Regions from separate parts of the Sus scrofa genome. Here region 2 is linked to region 1. Evidence: chromatin contacts called from public targeted proximity ligation data. All regions are on one chromosome and are shown on one strand. The core of a region is the stretch at or near the end of the contact, and the rest is flanking DNA. Distances in the headings are between cores, read along the strand shown. Region 1 overlaps PAG1 (phosphoprotein associated with glycosphingolipid-enriched microdomains 1). Region 2 overlaps ZNF704 (zinc finger protein 704).

Evidence for each region.
Region 2: a contact with region 1 is called in a targeted proximity ligation map of skeletal muscle, with 8 times the contacts expected there. A contact is called at or near these places in 1 of 47 Hi-C or Micro-C datasets (fetal liver) and 1 of 2 datasets of targeted methods (skeletal muscle).

What each region holds. Positions count from the first base shown.
Region 1 is chr4:55,608,561-55,615,190 of Sscrofa11.1, reverse strand. PAG1 (phosphoprotein associated with glycosphingolipid-enriched microdomains 1) reads right to left here. Exons shown (of 9, transcript XM_021089173.1): 9 at 1-4,418. The coding sequence ends at 4,050. Among named protein-coding and RNA genes, the nearest start is that of ZNF704, 130 kb to the left of the region's middle.
Region 2 is chr4:55,929,474-55,936,103 of Sscrofa11.1, reverse strand. The region is part of intron 2 of ZNF704 (zinc finger protein 704); the gene reads right to left. Among named protein-coding and RNA genes, the nearest start is that of ZNF704, 190 kb to the right of the region's middle.

The sequences.
Region 1 (6,630 bases), core at 2,746-5,245:
GTCAGCTTAAAGTTTTCCTGTAATTACCAAATAAAAATGATTGAAGAACCATTTCTTCTGTTCTGCTTTTATGACAACAGTCATCACACTAGCAGAATAAACATTCAAAATACATAACAGGATGTATCCTAAGTACCAGAGCAACTTCATATATATATGTATGTATATATATGCATGTGCATATATATATACATGTGTGTTTGTATGTATTTTGTGTATCTACCTATATACACACACTACATACACACACATGATATAGTTACTGGTAAAAGTAAGTAAATGCTCTAATTTGAAAATTGAAATCAAATACAAAAAATAGATTGAGTGACATGCTGATGTTAAGTTTTGGTTCTTTGTGTTGACTACCTATTGCTAATTTAGCACTCAATCAGAATTAACTCTTGGATTTCAAAGGCAGATAAATCAGTAATTAGCCTTTTTTCTCCACAAAGGAGAGTGGTACCTTCACAAGCTTTAATAGACCTAATGATGTCATTTATCATTTAGTGCAGGGCAGGAAAAAAAAGGTTTGCAGCAAACATATCTGCAAAAACACCTTTCTTCTAGAATTCAGAATTTCCTTAAATATTTCACATAAAACAGGTTATACTTTACTGCTGATATTTGAGAAACAGTAAAAGCAGCATAAAAAAATTCTTCAAAACTTTCAAAATGTCTGAATAAAAACAAAGATCCTGCCTTTAGGCAAGATGGCTTCTAACTCTGATTTATGACAGAAAAAATTGGGAGTTCCCATTGTGGCGCTGCGGCAACGAATCCGACTAGGAACCATGAGGCTGCGGGTTCAATTTCTGGCCTCGCTCAGTGGGTTAAGGATCCGGCATTGCCTTGAGCTGTGGTGTAGACTGCAGACATGGCTTGGATCTGGCATTGCTGTGGCTCTGGTGTAGGCCGGCAGCTACAGCTCCGATTCGACCCCCTAGCCTGGGAACCTCCATGTGCCTTGGGTGCAGCCCTAAAAAGACAAAAAGACCAAAAAAAAAAAAAAAATTCTAAATCTTTTTATCTTTTTGCATAATTTCACATAATCTAGGTTATTATAGTTGAATGAATATCTAATATGGATGTCAAAGCTGAATTTTAAAGATACAGTAAACTTTTTTTTGATAATTAGTTTTCATACATTTAAACTGTATAGCATTTAATTCAAGATGAATTTTTTTTAAAAGAAGCCATAGGCTTCCAAATCAAAGATTCTAGCACTTTCAACAAATAAAGTAAAAAGGGATGGAATTCATGAAATACTGCACTATAGAGTCAAAACTGTGATGCTACATCAGTAAATATATTTAAGTAAGGTACCCAATGGTCGAAAGAGCAGAGCCCTATCCCAACCCTCATGGACTTTTAGGATTTTTTTCCTAGAGGTCTTTTATTGATCGATCGATTGATTGATTGATGTCCATGCCTGTGACATGTGGAAGTTCCCGGGCCAGGGATGGAACCGGAGCCACAGTAGTGACAACCCTCGATCCTTAACCACTAGGCAACCAGGCAACTCCCTAGAATTCCTTTCGACACTTTATGTCACAACTTAGTGCAGCTTCTCAAATCAAGAGAGAGATTTCATTGCATACTTCATTGGCCATATGGCACAGCCTTTTATTTCAAAATTTCTGGGGGGATTCTGATAATGAAACTTCAAGATAACATGACCTAAAAAAAGCTTTTTGCTCTAGAAATGGTCTTGCCTTTTAGAGATCATACCCACTTTCTGGCAATAAATAAGACATCATGAAATACAACTTTTGAGCAGTCAGGTATTCACAAAGGACACAACTGCAGCATTCACAAGTAAGTGGGCACTGTGACATGGCTGTCACCCGGTACTAAAGCAACCCCAGGACGTTGAGATTGTTGGGTTAGATTCAGTCACACTAAGCAGTGAGAATCATCTGGCAAAACAGTGCTTAAGAAAGATGTGAATTTCGAGAGCGTGGGGCTTGCACCTTCTTGATAAACTCCCTCCCCATCCAAGGTTATTCTGCCAGGAGCTTCTCATCAAAGATGATTGTGCTTTCTGCACATGAGTCTTCACAGGAAAGACCAGGCTGATTGAAAAATAACCACAACCAATCAACTGACCCCAACCGAGCTATTTTACAATTTCAGAAATGTATTACAGAGCAGTCACAAAATCAAGCCCATGAATGCAAGGGATGGAAAAAACATGCCAGGGAACTGGTCCCTACAATTTTCAAGATGCTTCATTGTCTCAATTGCATTCTTTGTCAAAATGAATGAAAACAGCAAGATTATTCAATCTGAAAAGTCACAGATGTCACAGGGGTATAGAGTAATTGCCTCTTTTTGTTTTTTCTTTAGCAGTGAAGGAAAAGCTCCTTTTCTGAAGCCCACACGGCATAATAGCACTTCAAGCAGGTTCCTTTGGAAATCAAAAGTGAACAAGTTTCCCAATGTTGGCTTTAGAAAATCTAAAGAGATGATTCAATTCAAACCAGGCTGAGCTCTTAATCTGAGTGATTTCAGCCATGAATTTTTGTAAAATGAAGGGAAAGAAAAAATTCCCAATAGGCAATTTACATTTGCAAGCACTGGGCTGCAGAATTCATCATCTTTTTCTTAAAAACGTGGCTCAAACTTAATGGAATTATAATACCTTCATGAGGTTAAACATTCACAGTCAGCCCTAGTCATCCCTGTTCCTCTTTCCATTTTTACTGTTTCAAACATTTCAATATTGCCCACCACAAACCACTGAAAATCATCATTTATGTTTACTCCACTTATTTCTTCAGGGAGCCAGACGATTTTGACCAGGAGGCTCCAAGTACCATTTGAAAAACTGAGTCTTTAAAAACTTTCCATGTTTTAAACACTTGGTAAGAAAAAAGGTAACAGCCACTTGAAATTATCCAGCTTATGTGCTTTATGGTGTCTTTTCAAAATGACAATATAAATCATTGTACATAAAAATCAAAGTAGTTAATATACATTTTTATCTGGCACTTTCTAGAAATTAGGCGTTAAACATAAAATACCTTATAAATTTATGTAAGAAAAATAAATGTTTATATTTTAATCTCAGATAGATTACCTTAGGGTAGCAGTTCCTTTAGGAAATTCCACTCCGTTTTGGTGTGGCAGCAGAGATCATCAGAAGTACACATTCAAGTCCAAAGCCCTGGGGAGATGGATGCAGTGGCTGCCAGCCAAATGTGTGGTCTGTGTCCCAAGATAGAGATTAAGGCTCTCTGTTTTGGAGCAGTGAGCTCTGGGCTAAAACAAGTACAGAAGTACCATAGTATTCACTGAAAATACTGAAAAGGCTCTGAAGGCTTTCAAATACAGGGGGACCAAAACATTTTGACTATAAAAATAAAATAAAGCATCTAAAAATGACTTCAAGTACTCTGGGAGAGGCTGCACACATGGAGTGCCAAAATCAGAAGGAATGAAGCGCGAAGGAACTCAAGCGGTGTCCCCCCCATCGCAGCCCCCAGCCGCTGGGCTCCGATTCCCAGCTGCAGCCCTTTGAGGGGGGCGGGGAGCTGACAAACCACAACCGCAGTTTCTCACCACTGTCAAACACCTGTGCTGAAGGCCAAGGCCCAGCCTTGCGGGAGAACATCCTTGGAGAGAACCATTATAAATCAGATTTCCAGGGGGGGAAAAAGCCATTCATTTTACCATTAGGAGCAGAGAGCCAAAAGGGAACCCCAGCTCCGGAGAATGGCAGTGTTTCAGGGAGGTGAGCTGTGGTTTGTGATGAGAGCCCTTCTTCCGCACTGCAAAGGTTCCTTCATGAACAGGGCGAGGCTGCTGACAGCTGAGATCCTTCCAGAAGGAGCGGGGGCGGGAAGGGCAGTGTGCTGGGGTGTGCCAGGGCCTGGCAGCAGGGTATGTACCTTCACTGTTCCCCAAACTGACAAGCAGCTCTGGAGTCTCCAATCGTTTCCGTTTCCTAAAGCAGCATATAAGGAGTGGCTGACGTCGCTTCTTTTCTGCAGCGGCACTGTCCCCGACAGCTGGTCCTACGCTGGCTGAGCCATCCTCCAGTCTGGCTGCTAGAGCCTGGTGATGTCCCGGCTTTGCTGCAAGTCCCCGATGCTCTCGTAGTCATTCTCCTTTGGGCAAAGGCTGCGGTGACTGCTGGTCTCCGGGGCGGCCTTTTCTTCCTCTCTGTTAAGAGTCTGTATTGCTTCATAATCCGGCTCCGGCTCCTCGCTGGGCCTCCCTGCTGCTGGGAGTGTGCTGACGCTGTTTGGGGTTTTCTCAAAGTCTTTAACTGTAGCATAGAGGTCGTTACAGGAGGAGGGCGACCTCTGAGCAGCCACTTGGATGGAGGTGTAGGTGGATTCCAGTGCTTTAAGTGACTGTCCCGATTTGTTCCCTGACTGTCCTTGTTTATTTACTGATGAGTACATGGCTGAGATCTGGAAAAAAAAAAAAAAACAGGTGGGAAGTGATAAAGAAGCTTCAAGCTTGATTTCTCCCTCCCCCTCCCGCCCCCTTTTTAATGACAAACTAGAGTCTTAAGCATTATTGGGGGGCGGGGGGAATGTGTGAGTGTGTGTGTCCCTTTAAGATTTTTTTTTTTCCCCTATTAGGGCTGCATCCGAAGCATATGGAAGTTCCCAGGCTAGGGGTCTAATCGGAGCTGTCGCTTGCTGGCCTATGCCACAGCCACAGCAACGCCAGATCTGAGCCAAATCTGAAACCTACACCACAGCTCACAGCAACACACTAGGTCTTTAACACACTGAGCAGGGCCAGGGATTGAACCTGAGTCCTCATGGATACTAGTTGGGTTCATTACCATTGAGCCACAATGGGAACTCTAAGATTTTTTTTCTGATTCTTCCCAGGCTTTATTGAGTTCTTACTGACATTTAACACATGTGAGGTTCAGGTATACAGGAGGCTGGTCTGATACACATACTGTGAAGTACTGTGCAATGATTACCACAAGAAGGTTAGTTAACTCCATTACTGCAATTACCTTTTTTTTTTTTTTTTTTTTTTTGGTGCGTGGTGATAAGAACATTTAAACTTTATTTTCTTAACAACTTTCAAGTACAGGCAGTTCCCTCAGTGGCTCAGTGGTAATGAACCCAACTAGTTTCCATGAGGACTCAAGTTTGATCCCTAGCCCTGCTCAGCAGGTTAAGGTTCCAGCATTGCCATGAGCTGTGGTGTAGTCACAGATATACTCAGATCCCATGTTGCTGTTGTCGTGGTGTAGGCCAGCAGCTGCAACTCCGATTTGACCCCTAGCCTGGGAACTTTCATATGCCATGAGTGCAGCCCTAAAAAGACAAAAAACAAAAACAAAAATAAAACCTTTAAAGTATATAATACAATCTTATCAATTCCAGTCACCATGTTGTACATTATATATAGAACTTATAGAAGTTTGACCCTTTTTGACCAGCATTTTCCCATTTCTTCTACTCCCCAGCCTGCGGCAACCACCATTCTGGTCTATTTCTATGCATTTGGCTTATTTATTTATTTTCACTAAATTTTGTTGAGTTTGGCTTTTTTAGATTCCACATAAATAAAAAACATCCAGTATTTGTCTTTTTCTGTCTGACTTATTTCAATAGTGTCCTTAAGGTCCACCCATGTTGCTGCAAATGGCAGGGTTTTTCTTTTTCATGGCTGAATAATATTCCATTAATTATGTATACCTATGTATGTGTGCATGTGTACAAAAATTACATTTTCTTTATTACTCCATTATTGTAATTACATTGTATCCATTCATTAATGGACACAATGACTTGGCTATTGTGAATAGTGCTGCAATGAACATGGGTTACAGTTACCTCTTCCAGATAGTGATTTCATTTCCTTCAAATATATACCCAGAAGTTGGTCCTTCATTATTTGTCCTAATCCTGAAGTACAAAACTAAAGAACAATTACATGTGCTATCTACAACTTGGCAATTAGCATCATTCCATGAAAATCAGATTCCCTCCAGGTCTGCTGAGGGATCTGAGGAGAGCAGGTAGAGTAGGCAGCTCAAGCCCCCCAGGCACCTGACCAGCAGCATCAGGTTTTTGTTTTTTTCTTTTGCTGTTCAACAGAAACTGAAGAAACACTGTAAATCAACCATACTTTAATCATAAAAAAAGAATGATATTTTACCAAAAAGGGTAGAAAACATATACTAGACTAGTGATTTTCAATAGTGGGGGTTCAAACCAGCAGCGGCAGGATCTGGAAATCTATTTGCAAGGCAAATTCTGGTGTCCCACCCCAGAACCACAGAATCACACACTCTGGGGGTGGGACTCACAAGGGCTGATTCTGATGTCCAATGAAGTGTGAGAAACTCTGAACTAGATGATTTGATACACTTTTCCTGTATCACAATGGTTCAAAAGAGTAGTTCCTGGATTCCGGTTGCCAATATACATACATCTGTCAGAGAATCATTTTCTACTGCTCTACTACTTTTAAAAAAATTTCACTGCATACTGTTGGTTAAATAGACATTTACAAGCAAGGCTAAATGTTTTTCATTGGGACCCCTCCTTCCTGAGGGAAGAGAAGGCTGTTTTCCAAGCACACCTACCTACTCAGTCTCCCTAATAAATCTCATATAGCACTCATATCGGGAGAGATTTTATTTTCTTT
Region 2 (6,630 bases), core at 1,759-4,258, 320 kb before region 1:
AATGTAATCTTTTTTTTTTTTTTTTAACTGCCTCTTCTTTCTAACATAGCTAATATTTATTGAGCATTCCCAATGCCAGATGCTTTATGTACATTATTTTAGAAATGTGGAGACCTTGGCAATTTTCTAAGGGCACTTGGCTAGTCTGCTGGGCTTGCCTTATTCCAGTGGCTGAATGGGGTGTTTACACCACACCCTAATCCCATGTTCATGATCTTCTTTATAACCTTGTTTTAAATTCGAGGCACATTTGTCATCTTTGTAATTGAAATATATTTGTGGGGAGTTCCTGTCGTGGCGCGGCAGAAGCGAATCCATCTAGGAACCATGAGGTTGAGGGTTTGATCCCTGGCCTCGCTCAGTGGGTTAAGGATCCAGCGTTGCCATGAGCTGTGGTGTAGGTTGAAGATTCGGCTCAGATCTGGTGTCACTGTGGCTGTGGCGTAGGCCGGCAGCTGTAGCTCAGATTCAACCCCTAACCTGGGAACCTCCCTATGCCTCAGGTTCGGCCCTAAAAAGCAAAAAAAAAAAAAAAAAAAAGAAAAGAAAAGAAATATATTTGTGAAGTAAAGGCAATTTGTTTTAGATGACACATTTTTTTTTCTGTATTACACTTAAAATTATCTTATAATGAAAAGGATTTCTTTTATATACATGGGTGATTCTATGTTAATGAGAACATAGAATATGAAAGTTCAAGTCAACATAAGTAGATTAAATTTTAGGCTTTTGCTCATATTAAAAGTGTTTTGCTTTCCAAAAGATTCTCTATGGATTTTCTTCAAATAGGATTCTTATAATGTTCTTAAAATGTTTTGAATGATTAAGTTTCAATTCAAATCATCCACCCAAATTCTAACCCCTACACAAATACCTGTTTTAGGCTTTAGGTTGAGCCACAGGAAACTGCCAATAGCCGCTTCTCTTCATCTACAAAAGTGGCAGTTTCATAAGGTTCAATCTGATATTTGCTCCTATCAAACAGTTACCTTTCGTTTTTAAGGCTAGAGGTGAACTAGTTTATCCTCCTTTTAAATCAATTGTTTCAGATCAATGAGCCAGCCAATGGTTCCCTTTCCTTAGGTGTGTACTGTGGGTAATTTTATTTCTGGAGTTGGCTTTTATTGAAGACAATCTCTTACCAATATGATTCAAATAAGCTTCAATTCAATATCTACTATGTGCATAGTACTGCTTGAGGCAGAATTCCTCGCCCCACAATTTGTCAGTGTCCTGCAGGACACACTTAGAATGTCCAGATTCTGGGAAGTGGAAGCATCTATGTCGCCCTCTAGAGGATTCTCATACACACACCACATCACTGGCTCTGTTCTTTCACTTAGAATTTAACCATGATAATAGCATATGTTTCCATCGATTCATACAGCTATTATTTAGTGACAGACCAATGCAATCTGCCAGTTAGGTATCTTGTTCCTAGAAAATGGTAATTCTATCATTCTTAAACTTGTTCATAACAGTACAATCTAAGCACTATAAAATTAAACCTATTTACTGAACACCCAAAGGCTGAAAAATTGCACATTTATCTGTGTACACTCTGTGTACAAGGAATATGACTTCTCAAAGGAATAAGCAGGAGAAACTGATATAGTCAAGAATACAATGCAAAGGTTACTGCTGGACATAGTGGCAGATCAGTAACATGGCTGGATGGCTACTGGCCAGGGCATATCCAGTTTCCTGTAATAAGAGGTAGATGAATACAGGTTAGTAATGCCAAACAGGGCTTAGGTGAAAGCCAAGAGGAGTCTACAGTCCCGGGGAAGCAAAGCATTGTAGCTACTATTTCGCATTTCTTCTGAAAACAATATAAATGCCTTATAAGCCTAGGAGGCTGGAATAAATGTTTAATGTAGAAAGCATTACTGAAAACAACTGTATAGCTATCAGACATAAATAATAATTTCCACCTCTGCTGGTAATTTTTCACTCATTTAGGTTGCCATACTATTGTAGCAGCAGTTTGTACGTGTACTCTCTGTAATAGCACATTGATTACAAGCTATGGTAGAATTACCCAGTCAATATATCTTTCAATTCTGTGCTATTATGAAGTTCTAAATATTTCAAATGCAAATAGGCCTCTACTCGTCAACAGCTTAGTGGTTCCCTATCTGTATTCTTTCCTTTTTTTTTTTAATTATTAGAAAAGCTCATAAATTTGCTTTTTTACCTACTTGAACTAATCATCTTATGATAAAGAACTGACAAGCATACAGACTAAGAATTGATTTATTTGGAATCTGATGAAACAATGAGCCAATTAAAATGATGACAAAATTATGGAAGAAAAAACCTGTACAATATGACCCGGCACTGACTCCATGAACAGTTCTTTTCTCACTTGGTATGCTGTTTCCATGAAGGTTCATCCAGCACAGAGAGAAATAAGCACCTGCTTTCATTTGCAGGCAGGTGAAAGTTCTAGAAGTTCAGAGAGGTAGTAATAGCTGTTATGCCAGTGTGTGTCCTCCAAGAAGCAGCTGCCAAGACAAGATCAGTTCTGGAAGTGATTTACTGGGAAGGTGCCTAGGAAGGGAGAGGGAGATGTGAACACGAGAAGGTGGGGAGAAGTTGCAGGCCACCAAGAGGAAAATCCTTGAAGTAGTGCTATGGGTTGAACTGAATTCCCTGCAAAGATATGCTGACACTCTAGCCCCTAGGACCCGTGAATGCGAATTTGTTTGTAAACAGGGTCTTTGCAGATGTAATCGAGTTAAAATGAGATCACGCTCATTAGGTGGAACCTTATCCAATATGACTTGTCCTTGTAAGACAGAAGGCTTGGGTGGGAAGTAGTACTTTGGAGCCGTTCTGAGAAAGTCTCAGCTCAAGCTGATGGGTGTCCTGAGCAGGGCTGCCCATTTGAGGGATCCCTTATCAGGCAGAATGGCCTGGTACTGAGGACCCTGCCGTGCTGGGTCCTTGGAGGGGAGCTGCCCACAGAAGCGAGGTCTTACCAGCTGCGGTGGATTCAAAGGAATGGCAGCAAGAGACTGACCAGCAACTGTGTTCCCCGCAGCTGTTTGAAAGGAGATCTGAGTGGTGTCCTGCCGTGCTCGCCACAAGAACTGTTTCTTTGGGGGGGATTTTGCAATTTAACACAGGGATCTTGTTTCTTTCAGACAAAGCTGGAAAATCCCCAGGCTTGCTGCTTTCACCAGCTGCCCTGAGACACATTCCTTGAAGACCAGGGGTCCGCCTATGTGTTTTTCCTGACCAGGCACCATTATATTTGCTGTCATAGTACAGAGAGAGAAAGACAGTCAAATTAAAGCCTCTCGGAGGATTTCTGGTCTTCAGAGCTGTCCGAGAACCATTCCAATATTTTCCCAGGAGTTGGCTTTGTTATAACTCCTTCGCATTATGGTCCTACTGGGTCAAACCCAGGGTATAACCTACTTTCTTAAATAAATCATAACAGTTAACATTCATGTAGCCTTTGCTATATCCAACCCCTGCTCTAGCTTTCCCTTTCATGAACTCAATTAATCCTCATAAGTAAGTCTAGGTCAATACTACTATTACCCCCATTTTTTAGTGGGGAAACTGAGGCATGGAGAGGTAAGGCAAAGGCAGTGGTGAGTGCTTGGTTCCCATCCAGGCAGCTGGTCACCAGTGTATGTGTTTTGGACTGAATGTCCTCAAATTCTTATGTTGAAGGTCTCTAACTCTCAATGGGACAGTATTAGGAGGCACAGCCTTTGAGAGATAATTAGGTTTAGAGGAGGTTACTATGGTGGAGCTCATGTTGAAATTCATCATAAATTCCTCTCATAAGAAGAGGAAGAGGCACCAGAATAAGAAGGCGGCCATCCGCAAGCCAGGAAGAGAGCCCTCACCAAGATCTGAATCAGTTGGCATCTGGACCTTGGCTTTTCTAGCCTCCAGAACTGTGAGCAATTAATGTGTGTTGTTGAAGCCACTCAGTCTGTTTCATTAAAGCAGCTGGCAAAGGGTTTCCTGGACCCATCTCCAATGTATGTGTGTGGAGGCTTCCCCATGCCATTGAGCAGTTCTCCAATGCCAGTGGGTTGTCTGAGAATTCACCTCAATTCTGACCTGATCTACCTGGGCTAGAATTGGATTCTGGAGGTAAAGGACTGCCCCTCACCCCCCAACACACACACACACTCAGGAGGCCAGTCCAGGTAGTTACTGGGTTTCTGACTAACTGGCTACAAACTGGAGGTTCCCAGGATCCCCTCCTCAGGTTCAATTAATTTGCTAGAACTCAGGAAAAGCCATTCACTCATTAGATTACTGGTTTATGACACAGAGATATTAGAGGATATGAACCAACTGCCAGAGGAAGAGACACATAAGACAAGGCTCGGAGCTTCCATACCCTCTCCAGGTGCGACGCTGTCCCCAATCTCCATGCCTTCCCCAACCCAGAAGCTCTCTGAACCCCAATCTTTGGGGTTTTCATGGTAGCTTCATTACACAAGCACGACTGATTACATTTGACCATTGGAGAGTAATTCAACCTCTAGCCCCTCTCCCCTCCCTGGAAATCAGGGGGTGGGACTGCAAGTTCCAACCCGCTAATCACATGGTTAGTTCTCCTGGCAGCCAGCCCTGATCCTTTGGGAAGAGCCAAGTCACCTTTCCTGAGACATTTTCAGGAACTGAGGACAAGAGACGAAATGTTATTCCATTGCTCTTAGTGCTCAGGAAATTCTAAGGGTTCTGAGAGTTGTGGGCCAGGAACTGCGGGATGAAAGTCAAATTTACATGAGAAATATATATATATGTATATATTATATATATTTATAGGATATATAATATAAAATATATATAAGGTATAGTATAATATACATGTATTTATTATAAATTACGGTATTACGCAGCCTGAGCTATGACAGTGCTTTTACCCAGCATGCTAGGGAAAGAGGTTGGCAAGACTTAGGCAAGTGGATAGAGTGCCAGGCATGTGAGTGCAGTTTGTCACAAGGTAAAGAGAAGTGAGGCCATCTTGGCAGCAGGGAGGGGGAGGGCTCACCATGGTGAGCTTGGGGTGCACTGCAGCCCTGCAGGACAGGCACCCAGCATCTTGAGCCAAGTCGAACACACCTCTTCCTCGTACCATCCAATGGTGGTTCCTACTGTACTTCTGGCCACCGTCTGAATTGCTTCGAGAGCTGGGTCTGTGCTGGCTTGCTAGTGACAGATGTCAGAGACTATGCATTTGGGAAGATGGATGCTCACAAAAGTCCTGATGACAGTGACAGGTCTGATGGTAGCAGCAGTGGCAAGAGAAGTGAACAGCGGCAAACAGCATCAGTCTTATGGATAGTGGGACAAGTGTGTTTCCGTCAACACAACAAAGAATAGAAACCCACTGTGCATGGTAGTTCAGCTGTAAGCTCTGAATCAGGAAAGAACAATGGATATATACATGTACCCAAGATTTTGTACTTTATTTCAATGAAGTAATGGATTCCTTGAAGTTGATCCACTGCCTCCAGCAGGTTAGAAACTCACTGTTTTCAGGAAACTTAGGAGAGAATGTATGGAGCTCAATATATATAACCTGTCTTTAAAGGGCCCTGTGCCAAAGGGCAGAATACTAGTATGATTACTTTATTTTATAAGAAGGAGTCCCAAGAGACTGTGGAAACCACTGATGACTGGGGCTCAGATTTTTTTTCTCTTTTGTGCTCATGAAGGTAAAATTGTGGGGCCACAGAACACCAAACAAATGGCATGATGTCTGCAAAAGCAAATTATGCCTGATCTGTCTATTATAAATCCTTGAGGAGATAAATATGCACGTGGGTAGAGGGGAGGCAGTGAAAATAGTGGCTCATACATCTTCTCTACTGATGTTTCGCTACAGTATCTAGTGGGTCAGACCAAGCACAGCCTCCAAACCATCTCAAATTGCAGCAGGAAACACACTGAAGTTGATCCCTTAATCTTTAAAAATGCCTTTAATATGATTCCATCTTGTGGGCTTTTTTTTTTTTTAATGGCTGCTCCCACAGCATACTAAATTTCCTGGGCCAGGGATTGAATCCGAGCTACAGCTGCAACCTGCACCTTAGCTGTAGCAACACTGGATTCTTTCACCTATTGCATCAGACCAGGAATGGAACCCATGTCTCTGCAGCAACCTGAGCCTCTACAGTCAGATTCTTAACCCACTGCACCACATTGGGAACTCCTTATGGACTATTTTTAAAAAGTGGAATTATCAAGGGATTGAGGGAGCCTTGTCATGAACAGAGAACCAGCTTAGAGGCAAGAAACAAGGCGGACCGAATGGTCCCTTCTCTGCCTGGAGTCATGTGAACAACCACATTCCTGTAAAGCTGCCGCTTAGTCCGTTTTATAAATGATCTGTATGAGGGCACAGAAAACATTTTTGGATTTGCTGAGGATCCTAACTTCTGGCTGATAAGGATGGATTTCAGAAGATATTTTAAGAGTTTGTGAAACAGACAAAAAAATAAATTTGTACATGTGATTGTGAGAAAGTATCAGGTAATAAATGCATTTAGAAAAAAAAAGTATCACAAACTTCTAGGCATATGAGATATGAGAGATCAGTTACAACCCACAAGAGTTTCCTGGGATTGAATGATAGAATTCACTATTGGG